2 separate regions of the Mus musculus genome follow, and region 2 is linked to region 1. A link is a contact called in public Hi-C data. All regions are on one chromosome and are shown on one strand. Each heading gives the region's core, a stretch centred on a gene start, on an enhancer-like site or on the middle of the called end of the contact. The rest is flanking DNA. Distances are from core to core; before and after follow the strand shown. Region 1 has its middle 34 kb from the start of Gm52623. Region 2 has its middle 45 kb from the start of 1700017M07Rik.

What was found. A called contact is a pair of places that touch in the nucleus more often than the background predicts.
Region 2: a Hi-C map of cortical neurons shows a contact between it and region 1, with 3 times the contacts expected there. The contact joins two enhancer-like sites. A contact is called at or near these places in 1 of 484 Hi-C or Micro-C datasets (cortical neurons), 1 of 115 datasets of contacts at active chromatin or transcription factors (astrocytes) and 1 of 9 other capture datasets (embryonic stem cells).

Annotation. Positions count from the first base shown.
Region 1 is chr3:34,228,717-34,236,507 of GRCm38.p6, forward strand. No RefSeq gene overlaps it. Among named protein-coding and RNA genes, the nearest start is that of Gm52623, 34 kb to the right of the region's middle. Within about 2 kb of position 3,740, at least 38 of the 459 cell types and tissues checked have an H3K27ac peak or open chromatin away from gene starts, as enhancers often do. A contact at or near this core is called in cortical neurons, where this site is marked.
Region 2 is chr3:35,227,299-35,234,482 of GRCm38.p6, forward strand. No RefSeq gene overlaps it. Among named protein-coding and RNA genes, the nearest start is that of 1700017M07Rik, 45 kb to the right of the region's middle. Within about 2 kb of position 5,438, at least 16 of the 459 cell types and tissues checked have an H3K27ac peak or open chromatin away from gene starts, as enhancers often do. A contact at or near this core is called in cortical neurons, where this site is marked.

The sequences.
Region 1 (7,791 bases), core at 2,490-4,989:
GCAAGGCCAAGATAAAAATAACAGTAACAATATCCAAAACATACCTTCCAGGAATATAATAAATAGTCAATCATAGCTAGAAGATGGGTCTGCAGTGGGGAGTAAAATGAATGCAGTCCTTGAGATGATGGGACAGCCCCCTTCTAAGATGTCACTTCAAAGAGAATGATAACCGAACACTATAAATACTCCCAGACTACAGACCCAGATATCCCTAAATGAGCAGAGGTGCTCACAGAGGGTGGCCCTGCAAGAATGCTTAAGAATGAGATAAGTGTTTTTTTTAATGCAGTTTGCTAACAATTTCAGGTTTTTTTTTTTTTTTTTTTAGTATGCTAGTAAATTGAATATCAAATCAGTCTTTCTCTAATATCTACCATACAATTTATGGATGTAAATAGAAATGTAAAATTAATCAAGTACAAATGGAAACGTGGACACTGAGTTCAGCCCCATGCTCTCAAGAGCACCGATGGAATTAGCTTCCCTTTAAAGGTATACATACACATTTCGTCTAGGTTCTATGTGTGGTGCTCTGAGCCTGCCTGAGGTCTCTAGTGATGCTTGGGTCTGGGGAGGGGATCTATTTGTTGTGCTAAACACCTTTTCCTGTAGTGTGAAAAAACCCAGGAAAATCTACCTCTCAAAAAGTCTAATCCCAGGAGCCAGGAGGGAACAGTCAGAGCCATTGTGAGATCAAGTGGACACAAAGCGCAGGTAGCTTTTGAGTGAAATACTACATTTTAAAGTTAGTCATAGCTCCTCATCTTACGTTACTCCTGAGTGCTGTGATAAAATGTCATAACTAGATTGCTTAGAAGCAGCAAGAGTTTCTTGGTCATGATGTCCAAGATTAAGGTTTTAGGAAATTCAGTGTGTAGAGAGGGCCAGTTTCCTGCTCCTAAGATGGTGGTTTCCATCTCTATCCTCACATGGTAGAGGTCATGGCACTCTCTTGATTCTATATGAGGCTAGTAACCCATCACTAACTAGGGTTAGCATTATAAAGGCTCTAACCTTATCACCCAGACAAATAGCCCAATAACTGTAGTTGATTCCATCAGTGCACTGATGTACAAGCCATCACAGCCCAGCAGAATAGTGCAGAGCTGAAAGCTCACTGTGCTCAGCTGTGGAAGTTATACTCAGCATTCCTTGCGGGAGTGGACCGCAGTCACTGTTCAGGTGTTTTGTGAAGAGGTAGTAGCTACACTGTCATCTCTTCTACCCACTGATTTATAAAGATGCCATTGGAAGGAGTGAGAGGATAGATGAATATGGGCATAAATATATAGGAAAAATTATTTCTCTGTAAGGTTTAACTTCTAAACAAAGACACCCTCAGAAGAGCCAACGTGCTGAGGTAGGAAAGATGGAGGATGCCGTAGGATGGAGCTGCCGGAACCTGTGTTTCATCTCAGCAGCTGGGGATTGAAACAACTGCCTTGTATTGATGTAATTAACAAGTAATACCATTGCCCAGTGCTGGTGGGCACTCTTAGTGGAGGTGCAGTCACAGTGGCCAGGCCAGACTGTATAACATTAACTTTCAAAATGTTCTGTAGAGTTGTATCAGGCAGGAACTGGACTTTAACAACAAGTCTTAAGCTAGAAAAAAAATTAATGGAAGAAACTGAAACTCGCAAAGGGACCAAACTCTGAATCAGATGTATAACTTTAATTTTTTCCAGAACCTGTTTTTTAACCATGGTTCTTAAATGCTTTAACCTCCCCTTTAGCCCACCACCCACCAGAAAGAATATGGAGGAAGTAGACCAGTAGAATGGTCCTTTGGAGCAACTCCCATCTGTATTGTTGGAAATCAACAGTTCCGTTCACAGGTTAGCAGCAGCAACAGCTCAATCCACTAGCAAGTACTTCATGGATACACCAGCAGTCCAGTTCAACAGAGTTGGGTTAGCAACAGCGGTGAGACTGCCTGCAGAGACAGCGAGAGACAAGTCAGCAGGAGGGACCAGAAGGAACACAGGAGTTCTTGGCTGTGCCTCTCTCAGGGAAGGGAAAATCAGCATAGACTCCAGGCTCAGAATTGTTGCACAGCTAGCTCTATAAGCAAGCCAAGCGCAGCCTCCATCACTGCCCATTAAGTCCTTTTATCTTCTCTCTGAACATCATGTGTCCTCCGTGAGCCTTGCCTCAGCACATGTCTTGTCTCAGCACAAGTGTCTATCTCAGCCCGAGTCTGCAGAGTCAGCAAGAAACTGCAGCACACCACCAGAAGTTTTTGGTGCATTTCTCTCTATGGAGTCCTGACAAATGCAGATCAACTATGTGATGTAAGGTAGCCCAATACATGCATGTCATTAGCAAAGAATTCTTCGTCATGTGTCCTTGCATATGCCTGCTTTAGCAGAACATCCTCTCTTCTGTGTCTGCTTCAGCCAAGCATTCCCTCATGAGCCTGCCTTAGTTTTTCACTCCTGTGTCCACTTTAATGGAAAGTTCCTTCACGAGCTTGCCCCAGCAAAACACCATTCGACACAACTGACTTTCCAGAGAACCCTTTAAGTTTCCACTTCAAAGATGATATCTTTATCTTGTTCTGTAAATGTGCCCTGTATTAATAATAACTGTAAATGCCAAATCATGGGGTGAGAATCCTCGATGAAAGGTGGCACCATCTGGATGTTTGTGCTTTCTTGGTTGATGGGAACTTTCGTGAATTCTAAAGACGACAATGGATCTTAATTAAGTGTTCAAATCCCCCCCTGTGTCACATGATTGTGGAAATCCTGAGTGTGCCTAGTTAATGTTGAAATCAATGGTAATCTGTAGGTGCTCCAATTGGTTGTTCAATATGCAGAGTAGTGGGCACTGTGAACATGCTTTAAACATGAAGCCCAAAACCCAAGGACAAGATGGTTTTGTGCAACTGCACTTCTTATGAATATGTTCCTGTTAAATATTTCAACCACTGAGAGCTATCTTGATATTATCTTAGAGTTCCAAAATCCCTTCCCACACACTGTAGTCAATACGCCATGCTTTAACGCACCATTTCAGAAGGCTATATAACACAATCAAACTGCTTATAAAGGCTTCCTCCTAGAACCAGCATGCATCGTAAGGGTGTGAATTCCAGCTTCTTGGTCCCAAGGAAAATGATGACGTCATCGAGCTGAAAGTACCTTTAGCTTCTCAGCTTGTACAAAAAGGAACTTCCAAAGCAAAACCCTGAGTCAAATCGATGTTTAAGGAATGTAGTTTTAGTCAAAGTGATGATGATGACAACAATGATGAAGATGAAGACAAAGATGATATATGGCTGATGGTTCTCAAAGCTTGCTTTTGTATTTTAAAACTTAGATTTATTTTTGTTTCCAGCAGGTGTCACTGTAGGCAAATAAAAAAAAATGACAGAGTTGCCACAGCTGTGTGATGGCTCCTCCAGCACAGAGCTGGCTTCTATGCAGACTGCTCAAGTCTCTTTTTATTCCTGTGGCTTGTGACATTGGTGTCTTTGCACCGTTTCTGTTTCTCTGGCCACATGCCCTGTCGGAAGATACCACTCAGCTAAATGGACAGAGACAGCAGAGGGACAGGCAGAGCTCAGTGTGGGGAGGGATGACTCTCATTCGGCAGCAGAGAGTCCTGAAATCTTGCAATGTCTAAATGAAGTCAGTACATGAGTTCGTTAGCTTTTGAAGAATTGCTTCCAAAGGTCTTAATCATGTCTGACTATTAGGGGTTCTGTACCAACTTTGTTACCAAAGAAAAGCTCTACCAGGAAGGACGGTCTTCAAAACCTCCCAGCAAGCACTTCCAGCAAGCGCTCAGCCGTAGCCAGGGACAGGGAAGGGAAAGCATGGCAGAAAGGACTAACTGATTGCTTCCATTGAGAGGAAGCTTCAGTGTTGGAGCTAGAATTGAGTTTGTGTTGTCTCACCAGACCCCAGCAAATCCATTTCCGAGCATGGCTTCACAAGGAAAGCCCGGAAACCATTCTGTCTCTCTGTTCCTTTCACTATGTACAGGAAAGCACAGGGAAGAGACAGAGCCAGGGGGACTTGGTCAGAAGCACTCCAGGACTTCAGGTTTCCTGGTAACTCTAGGAAACAAGGTAGGAGGGTTCCATAGCTGTGAATGGTTATTCACTAGGCAGAGCTGTTGGCAACTTGACAGGTGACAGAATTTAAGGAAAGTAGACAACAGAGAAAGTGGTTTGGACAATATTACTGAAAGTATTTTTTATGTGCTTTATTCTTACTTACAAAGGTTATATCCTGTATATGCATGCAGATAAACAGACAAGAACCCTCTTTTACAATCATGGCACAGAGTCTCAGGGAAATTGCTAGTTCCTGTGACTAAAGTTCTTGAGCCCAAAATAGAACCCCATCTCCTGACTCACTTCTGAGTTCTCATGCCCGAGAACATGTTGCCTAAAATAAGGTTGATTCTTGGCTTCTGGAAATATGGATTTTTATTTATTTTATTTTATTAGTAATGCTTCCAGAGTCTCCTAAGCCCTGACTCTATACCTGCACCATACCCAGGTCTTCACATTGCTCCTCTACCTATGAGGTGAAACAGTCTTTCATTATAAGAACACAGGCTCACATTCAGAGCTCTCTGCATGGGGTACTGAGGTACTGAGCCTGCATGGGGTACTGAGGTACTGAGCCTGCATGGGGTACTGAGGTACTGAGCCTGCATGAGGTACTGAGGTACTGAGCCTGCATGGGGTACTGAGGTACTGAGCCTGCATGGGGTACTGAGGTACTGAGCCTGCATGAGGTACTGAGGTACTGAGCCTGCATGGGGTACTGAGGTACTGAGCCTGCATGGGGTACTGAGGTACTAAGCCTGCTTGGGGTACTGAGGTACTGAGCCTGCATGGGGTACTGAAGTACTGAGCCTGCCTTAGGAGCTGAATGCTGAGCTTGACTCCTCCCAAGTCCAAAATCTTTCCTCACACCAGCAACAAAACATGGCCTTTAGTTAGTAGAATGGTAAGGGATAGGCAAGCTCAGTGGTTAGGAACACTTGTTGTCCTTCCAGAGAACCTGGAAGGTTCAGTTCCCAGCACTCATGTTGGATGGCTGACAGTTGCCTATAAGCCCAGCTCCAGGGCATCCCGTGCTCTCTCCTGACCTCCATAGCCAGACGCATACACGAGAGGCATACATTTATACATACACATATGTACACGTGCATGCACATGCATACACACACATTTGGACACACAAATAAAAATAATAATAAAATATTCTAAGAGAACAGTAGAACTGGCATTGGGAAATGACACCCTTTTCTTGTGTTTTGTGAGCTCTTATGTAGAACTAGCTTTACCCCGTTCATAGTGTCCCACTGCTGTCCTATAGAATGACTAGCTTTGTTTAGACTGGCACATGCCCGCGTCATAAACACTAATCAGAGCTGAGTACCCATCTATCGACACATCCAAGGCAAGAGCTGCAACAAAATTAGAGTCTCTGCTGCAAGCAAGAGAGTAAGAGAGACCCAACATCGCAGGATCCCACAGCCTAGTGCATTTGTAAGGAAGATCCAGTGGAAATAGCAAAAGAAGCAAAAAGAACTAAGAAACCCTCGGTGCAGGTGGCAACACACAAGAGCCTTTACAGCTCAGGGCTTTTAACAGGACATTTGACCCGTGACTCCGGAGACACTAATGGGATTCAGCGTTTATAGTGCATTTGGACTCAGACTCCCCTTTACTCTTGTATTGTTCTCAGTCTTAGATTTCTTGTGTGAAAAGATAAAGCATGAAAATATCGCCAAGTATACCCTCTGGTGACTGCGTATTTGGGACAGTTCTTGCTGTTTGACAGGCAGAACCTACACTGTGTGTAGCTGAACAGTGTGGATGGATGTGTTTGCTCTGTCCGCCTCTTCAGGGGTGGCGTTCCTAGGCTGAGTGTGAGGTCCTTTGCCTGAGGCCGTACCGTTTGTAACACAAATGGGATTTTAACAAGCCTTTTTAAGAAAGTCTCCTCCCATGAGCACACGAAAGCCTTCTTAGAGGTTATCATGAATAAAAGAAAAGTTAGAGGACATAGGGAAGTGGCACCTGGTAGAATGCCTCTGTCGCTTTTGAAGCTGGAAAAAGACCCTGATAAGCGCCTGCTTGGGAGTATAAGGAAATCAAGAGTCTACTTTATGAAATCCCTGGATATATATTTTCACTTGGCGTGCTTCTGTAATTCTTTTTGTTTTCTGTGGACGTGTGGACATATGCTTGCACATTTGCGGGGCAGCAGTCAACCTTGGGTGTCTTTGCTCAGTCACCTTCCATTGTTTTGGTTGAGTTAGGGTCGCACAGGTGGAGATAGGGTCCCACAGGCCTGGAACTTGATGGTTTGGCTAGGTTGTTCGGCCAGCACGCTCCAGGCATCCACCCATCTGTCTGTCCAGCCCTGGAGCTATAGGCTATAGGTATATCACCACACCTAGTTTCTTAACTATGGGTTCTGAGGATTGAACTCAGGTCTTCATCCTTGCCATCTCCCCAATACTGACACGTGTGCCTCAGTAATTGCCTTTTCTCTTTTTCCCTGGCTTTCTTCTGTTTTTACTATAAACCAACTAACTGTCTCTAAAAGCCCCTAGCCTCTCTCACTGCACGGTGGAGGCTGCTGGTCTTAATTACTCCCCGGGCCCACTCCCATCACCCAGGGTTGGGACTTAATATTTCTGATAGAATCGTCATGTTCAAGCATTCAGTGCACACACAGAACATGACACTGCACATTAAAAACAGTGCATGCAGGTCATAATAGAAATCATCAAAATGAATCTCAGCGTTCATGTAAAAATCACACTTTTGAAAAGGAAACTGTGGTGAACGTACTTTATGCCCACGCTAGAAATTCTGTAAACCATGGAGACCATGGAGAAAGAATCACAGTTTACTCTACCAATAACTGTAGCCAGCATTTCATCCTTCCTTCTTTTCAAATACAGGTCATCCTAGACCTACAGGTTGGTTAAAGAGTCATTAAGTTTTGGAGGGTTACCAGGAGCAATATAACCCCCCACCCCGTAACATGTGGTAGAAATATCGGACCCGACTAATCAATGAAAGTCATCATAAGGTCAACAGATTCTAAGTCAAATGTAGGTGTTCTCTGCCTACTCTCATAGTTCAGAAACTGCAGTGTACTGATGGTGTGAGCAGTGTACTGATGGTGTGAGCAGTGTACTGATGGTGTGAGTGATGATGTGAGCAGTGTACTGATGGTGTGAGCAGTGTACTGACGGTCTGAGCAGTGTACTGATGGTGTGAGCAGTGTACTGATGGTGTGAGCAGTGTACTGATGGTGTGAGCAGTGTACTGATGGTGTGAGCAGTGTACTGATGGTGCGAGAAGTGTACTGATGGTGTGAGCAGTGTATTGACAGTCTGAGCAGTGTACTGATGATCTGAGCAGTGTACTGATGATCTGAGCAGTGTACTGATGGTGTGAGCAGTGTACTGACAGTTTGAGCAGTGTACTGATGGTGTGAGCAGTGTACTGACAGTCTGAGCAGTGTACTGATGGTGTGAGCAGTGTACTGATGGTGTGAGCAGTGACTTGATAGTGTGAGCAGCATACTGATGGTGTGATTGTGTTGCTGACTGAGAGCCACTGATGTTTGCTGCTGCTGAGAGGGTGAGAAAGGTGAGAAAGCCACGTGCTGCCGATTGTTAAGTTTGAAAGCTCTCAGAGTTCCAGGACTGCAGGACAGTTTCTGCTATTCCAATTGCCACCGCCTTTGTGGTACTGTGAAACTGTTAAATGGAAGCATTGTAAATTTGAGCACTGCCTTG
Region 2 (7,184 bases), core at 4,188-6,687, 1.0 Mb after region 1:
AGTGGCCTGACAAGCAACAAACCCACAGGAGGAAGGAGGAGGAACAGGAAGAGTCCAGAACCTCATTCTCTCTAGAAACAGGTGGCCATCTCATGGCTCAGGACACCTCTGGGGTCAGAGTCAGCAAGTATAAAATAGAAAGGACTGTAGAGTGTATGGCTTTTAGAGGGAGAGAGGCCAAACGCAGTTTCCACTGGAAGCATTTCAGAACAGCAGGGAAAGCGCCGGGGAGCTGGCCCACAAACATCATGATCTGAAGTTCATCTCCAGGAACCACGTTGCACAAAGTTCCACATGGTAGTGTGTGCTTGGCAGCCCAGTGCCGGAGAGGCAGAGACAATCCTTTGGACGCACTGGCCAGCCAGTCAGGCCTAGTTCCCAAGTTCCAGGACAGTGAGAAGCAATGTCTTAAAACAAAACAAAACAAAACAACCCAAAAAACAAAAACAAACAAACAAATAAACAAAGTGGTCAGGATCTGCATGGAGCCCCAGGAGGGATGGTACTTGAGATTTTCCTAAGTTTCTGCAACCAGCAACCAGCACACACACACACACACACACACACACACACACACTCACTTACATGCATCCACACCTCACCACACACACGCCTAGAAACACACAAACATACATGTGTTATACACACACATACACACAAGCTTGCACCCACACTTAAAATGCACTTCCTAGATAAAGAATGCATAGGTAGACCAGAAGGGATAGAAAGATTCTAAAGGTGCTGTGAACTGAAGTGCAGCTGCCCACTGGTACAGAGGCCTACATGTCTGATCACAACTTCTGCACCAAGGCAAACCTTTGCATTTAAACTGTAAGTTCTATCTTACTTACAATTACTTCCTCAGTGCATAGGTGATCAGATGACGCCGTAGGTGTTTAGTGACTGACACCATAGCCCCCTGCACTCATACAGTTTCTTAACAGAAGAGAAAATTCAGGCTTGAGAATTTGACTGTGGATTGGTATCTCAGCACTTTTGCTGAGACCTCAGACAAATTAGCATCCCGGACAGCTCATAAAACAACATCCAGGAAGGTGGTAGATAATAAATGAGATGTTTTTACAATAAAGGTCAAGAATGGAAATTAGTATAAAAGTGACCTCTTGTTGCCTGGTCCCATTTTCAGGGGGACCATCCTTTTGTCAACCAAAGATAGTAATGACTGGATCTCTGGGCTGTGTGTTGCCACAGACTGGATTTAAGTCTGAATGGTGGCCTGGCAGCCTCAGGCTTGTGGTGCCCTCTGCTCTTAACCATGTAGTCTGTGCCATCCTGCCTGTGCCTGCCTCCCACCACAGTATCTTCTGAGAGTCCTAGAATGTGGGCAGCCAATCCCCAACCTACTGCTGCCACCTGCTAACCATGTGAGTTCTCTTTCAGGCAGGAGTGAGGACCAACAGTGGAGCAAGTTACCAAATCTCCTTGACTCATGGCTTGCAATAAGTAAGTAAGTAAATAAATAAATAACAAAAACAAACAAACAAACAACAACAAAACCCTTCATCTTTGGTGTTTGCAGTGGATAGCTACAAGGAAAGACAGGAGAAAAACATATGATCTAATAATAGAAAATTTCATTAATCATTTATAAAATTGCACTCACTAAGAGCCCATTGTAACCTCAACATGGTGACACACAGCTATGATCCAAACACTGGGGAAGCTAAGGCAGACAGATCACTAGTTCCATGAGCTAGCCTGGACTACATGGCTGGACACTATGTAAAAATGACTAAGATAAGTGTCAGTTCTACTGTGAAGTAGTTACAGGTGGGATAGAGGTTTTGTTGGCTTCTTACACCGTTTTCTGCAATTTTCTTTACTGGGCCCTCAACCCCTTGAGCTTTATTAATTTCTTAACTAAATGTTTATGAAGTATTTCCTATGAATTGAGTACAAAGTAGCTTTGTTACAATCTCTGATTTAGAGGTTTTGGTATCCCTACTTTCTGCTTTGGGTTTAGTGGCTCTCAGGTACAGCGTGCAACAGACTTCCTGCACCTGGACACACGGGCTTTGGAGCTCTCCTAAAGAGGGACTGGAAATATGTACTTTTAAACTATGGGTAGGATTGTCAAGGAAACACTCTGAGTCCCCTGGCTATAGACTGTCCCTCTAGTCCATATGTCATGATCACACTCCAGAGCCACCACCAACCTGTCTCCAGAGAATTGAAACCTGACCAAAATCTTTCAGATCTGCCCCCAAAGATCCCACTCTCATTTCTCATTTGGGGGGCATTAACCTGCCTCCCACGGTAAAGTTGATCCCTAGCCGGGTTTAGCTTTGCTGCACCGAGTGGAAATGGCCTCTTTGCAGCTCCTTTGAAAACTTTTTTGTTAGAAAAGGAGAGAACACCTGTGGTGTTTTGTAAGTATGGTAAAGACTCACAGTGCACGGCACAAGCCCTCGGGGGCACAGGAGAAGGTGCTGCCATCGGAGCTGCTATAAAGCACCCACTTGATTTGCAGAAGCCTCTGGTAGTATCAATCACATCTCAGGAGCACGCTGTTTCCATCCTAGCAAAGTGACACCAGTGTGCAAGCATCAGCCCCTCACACATGGCATCAGAGACAAAGGGGGAGGCTCCATTTCCTTCTCATTTCTCAGATTAACCTAAATAACTCACCACACCTTTGAAGCTACAGGCCAAGTTTAAGGATGTGTTGGTTCTTAGGGAACAATACAAAAGATATTCTAGTACTTTCTTCTGGTGTCTCATGGGGGTAGGGGTAGGGTGGTAACGTTTCCATGTGGATATATTTGGTGAAAATATCTACCAGAAATCAACATTGGATTAAAGCCCTGCTCCAGGACAGATGACCATGTCAGGTTACAGTCTCCTGCTTTTCTCTGGAAACTGTTCTGCTCATAGTCAATGGTGTGAAAAACTCTTGCCTAGTTAACCCTATAAAGTGATCTGGAGGAAAGACATGGAGGAAAATATACCAGTAATAAAGACAAACTCAATAAAGCTGTCCAGGAGAGAGAGGTGTGTGTTTTTTGGTTTCATTAAATATTTGCTATTTTTGAAACCGTTTGGGAGCTGAAGTAATGGCTCCCTGGGTAAGAGTGCATGTTTCTCAAGCATGAGAGCCTGGACTCATATCTCCAGTACCCACGTAAAAGCCACAGTCACAGATACATGCAACTCTGGACATAGTCATATCCCATGAAGCTCTGGTGCTGTGGTAGGCAGATAAAAGAAGTTATGTGGGCTTTCTAACCGACAACGCAGCTCCATATTTACTGAGAGTCCCAGGAATAAGGTAGAGAGCATCTAACATCTTCCTGAGGCCTCCACACCCAGGCAAGCATACACCATCCAGAAACGCATACTCACATACACACAAAATACCATGAATAAATAAATATTTTTGAACTTAGCATAGGGGACCCAAAGTATGTCACACTCATTCTTTAATCTGTCATTAAGGCTTGCACAGGCTCCAGAGCGAGAGTGTCTGAAGGTATGTATGACTGAAATGAAAGTGCACACTCACAGAGAAATGCATCTACTAATCACCCACTGAGCGACATTTGATGAGAACTGTGCCTTCAAACTATTAAGTTTGAAGCTCTCATGACTATTCACTGTAGGCATATACACAAAACACAGAAATGGTAAACAAAGATCCTTCCCTCTATTAGTACCTCTTTGTGCAAAGGATTCTGGGTACCATGAGGATATGGCTCCCAGCCTCAGAGTCATGACCAGAATCATCTCTTGCTAGATGTAAAATAAAACAGAGTTGTGTTTTATTATCATGGATGAAGTATCTGGGACAGCTCTGAAACAGTGCCCCTGGAACACAGCTGGAATGAAAGAGCAAATGGTAACTGAGGAACAGAAAAAGACAGGAACTTTCCTACATAACTCTCCGAGGAATTCTGGACAATCATAGGCCAAAACCTGGCCAAACTTATAGCTCCACAATGAGGCCATTCATACCAAGCGTCAGAACTTCTGGCAGTGAGGTTTAGGTCTCACCATTTACTGTTTGGTCCTGGTGATTATGGTATGTAGATTGAGCAATAGCAGCATCTGGGGAGACAGACGAGTACCTGCATCCAATCATAAGAGCCTGCATGAAAACCTGCACATGACGGTACTCACTTGGAATTTCATGAATGCAAAGCTAGAGACAGATCTCTGAGGCTCTCTGGTCAGCAGCTTAGTCCAAATGGTGAGTTAGAGACCCTCTCAAGGGGCAAAGTAGACAATATCTCTCACACACACACACAAACACACACACACACACACACACACACACACACACACACACACACACACACACTGGTCTAAGACAGTGATTCTCAGTCTTCCTAATGCTGTGACTCTTTGACATTCTTCATGCCGTGATGACACCCCCCCCCCCAGGCACAAAATTATTTTCGTTGCATGTCATAACTGCAATTTTGCTACTGTTATGAGTCATAATGTACACGGCCCACAGTCGAGAACCACTGGTCTAAGAGACAGGTGAGGAGATGAGCTGAGAGGAACAGCAAGGCCTGGGACAATGTTTGTGAATGGAGAGTGTGCTGTGCTCTGAGCTGAAAGCACCAAGCCGCAGTTGGTGTTCAGCCATGACAGTGGGCGGGCAAGTGGGCGGGGTATGCAGAGGGAAGGTGCCTCAAAGAGGTTGCATTGACACAGGTATTAGATCTGTGGGTATTAGATCTGTGGCATATTGATGCCAACACATGACGGCAAACATGAGAGGTTCAAGAAGAACTGCTTTGTGTTCCTACAGAATAATGAACTTGGTCTTTGCATCAGTTCTGGTCCCACACAGCCCGATTCCCCCAGACGTTGGTCTCACAGCTATCTGTACAATCCAAACAGCCCGAGTTTCTAGATTTTTCTTTAAATCTCGATTTTGAAACACATAAGAAGTTACTTAAATGGCATTTAACACAATTTCACCTTTTTTGTTTTCACGAAGCATTTGAGGACTTACAATTTTACAGAATTTTAAGAAACTAACCATATTGAAGCAGAACTAGGGGCAGGCATTATTGTGCCCAGAGGCTAGAGAGCTATTGTTTCTGATACTGAATGCTAAGATTGCCAGGGGGTTCCCAGAAGTCAATGCAATAAGAAACATGTGAATTTGCTCTGTCTGGTAAAGGCTAGCCTGTATTTTATGGCAGTTGCTACATTATTGCTAGGGTCTGCATGTCCCATGTAACAAAGCACAGAACGTGGCTGGAGTCTGCTTGCCCATCCACACCTCTTGCTTGATGACTTGGCAAATGGTTTATTTGACTCACTCTGGGAACAGTCTTTCTACCTCTTTTTTTTTTTTTTAAGCTTACTTTCATTTGCTAAAATTAACAGAGCACAGTGATGCACCATTCACTCTGATTGCTGGCCCCAGGAGAATACCAGCTTGGTGCTTCCTGCTGGCTCACTTTGTTGCTATATTAGTCTGTACAATCTGTAAGCCTTGTATTTTAATTCCCCCTTGCCAAGCACAAGGCTGGAAGAATCACTTGCCCACCTATATTGTTCAGACTGCATCACAGCCTGAAAAGAAAACAAGACTGGTAAAACCCTCTTGAAATTGAAAGCATTTCAGGGTGTTATATTCTTAAGGCTTAAGTCGCTATACTAAGATATATAAGCAAATTCTAATAAGCTTACACACACCCCATCTGGCAAGGGATGAGGGACATGAATAGCCCTTTGTTTTCACTCCCAAAATGTGTGCAGGTTTATGCAGAACTCAGACTGATTCTAACAATTATTTAGCATTCCTCAGAAATACCTTAAGTCTTATATCTTCATTTCTGAGAGGGGGCAATGCCAAACTGCCAACAGCTGAGCAGTCTGGATTAAAGGCAGCATCTTCTCTTGTCAGAGGCAAGACACAGATACAGGCCAAGAGCAGTTCAAGTAACTTAGGCACATCCTGGGCCTCATCATGAGCCCCAGCAATGATCCTGCTATTGGCCAGCAGCAGACACCAGCCTGGGCCCAAGTTTCTGATTTAAAGTCTGCTCCAAACCATGGCATTTTCAGAGGGATTGTATTATCAGTGGAGAGAGACCAGATATCCATTCTGCCATAGCTTTTAGTAATAGTTACAGAAACAGACTGTCTTATACAAACCTAAGTGTCTGTGTTTTAAGAGACACTGTTCACACGTATGGAGTCACCTTCTACACGTGCGGCTGGCGATGAGCTGTGGTCTTAACTATCTCACATCTCTTCACAGTTAGTCATGAACTGTGTGGGTTCAGGGATATGAAAACAGTCCCATAGACATGCACGTTAGAGTCAGCTTCCTCACTCGAAAGTGCAACTAGCTGGAAGTGCTAGAGCACTCCTCTACAGAAAACTAGACATGCTCACGATTCATTGATCAGAGGTATTTCTCTCAAAAGCATGGTTGAGGTTTTGATACTTGTACTGTCAAAGTTAGGTGTCATCTTTTATGGTTTGGGTGTGAAAGGCCCACATCCCTGTCCCCAACAAGTTCCTATGTTTAAACACTTGATGCCCAGATAATGGTGATGTGACAGCAGGCTTTGGAGTAGTGAGGACATGAAGTCCAAGTGGCAGAATCAGGATGACAAGAGGTTGAGGGTCACAGGCTGGCTCTGCATGCCCTGCTCAATGGTGGCCTGAATTCCTGATAGGATCATGCTTCCACCATGGTGGACTGTGTAAACCTCTTCTTCCTCAATTTGCCTCTGTCAGAGGCCTGTCCCAGTGACAAGAGACATCATTAATGCACCTTCTTCCACTAGATTCTCCCGGTGGCGAGGATTTAATCCTATAAGGGGTGTAACGCAATCTATGATGTGGACCTACAGGGAATTTAACACGGTCCAATGTCATAACTATCTCACCCCAAGATGCTTAGGCTTCTGTCGCCAGCGCTGGCCAGTGTCCATTCAGCTCCCTCTTGAAAGCATTCAGCAATAGGGCAAGGAATGCATGCTTTTAAAAGGACACATGGGCATGTACAGAACAATGATTAACTGGCTGTTGAGTTGTGGCAGTTTGTCTCCTGGGTGGTATTTTACTGCACAAGTTACTATTCAAGTTTATTGCAGCCCCTCAAAAATGGGATGGTGTGCCGGGGTGGGGGGGCGTAGGGGGTGGGGGGAGACATGGTTGCTTCTGTGCTTTATCCAAGACCATCACATGAC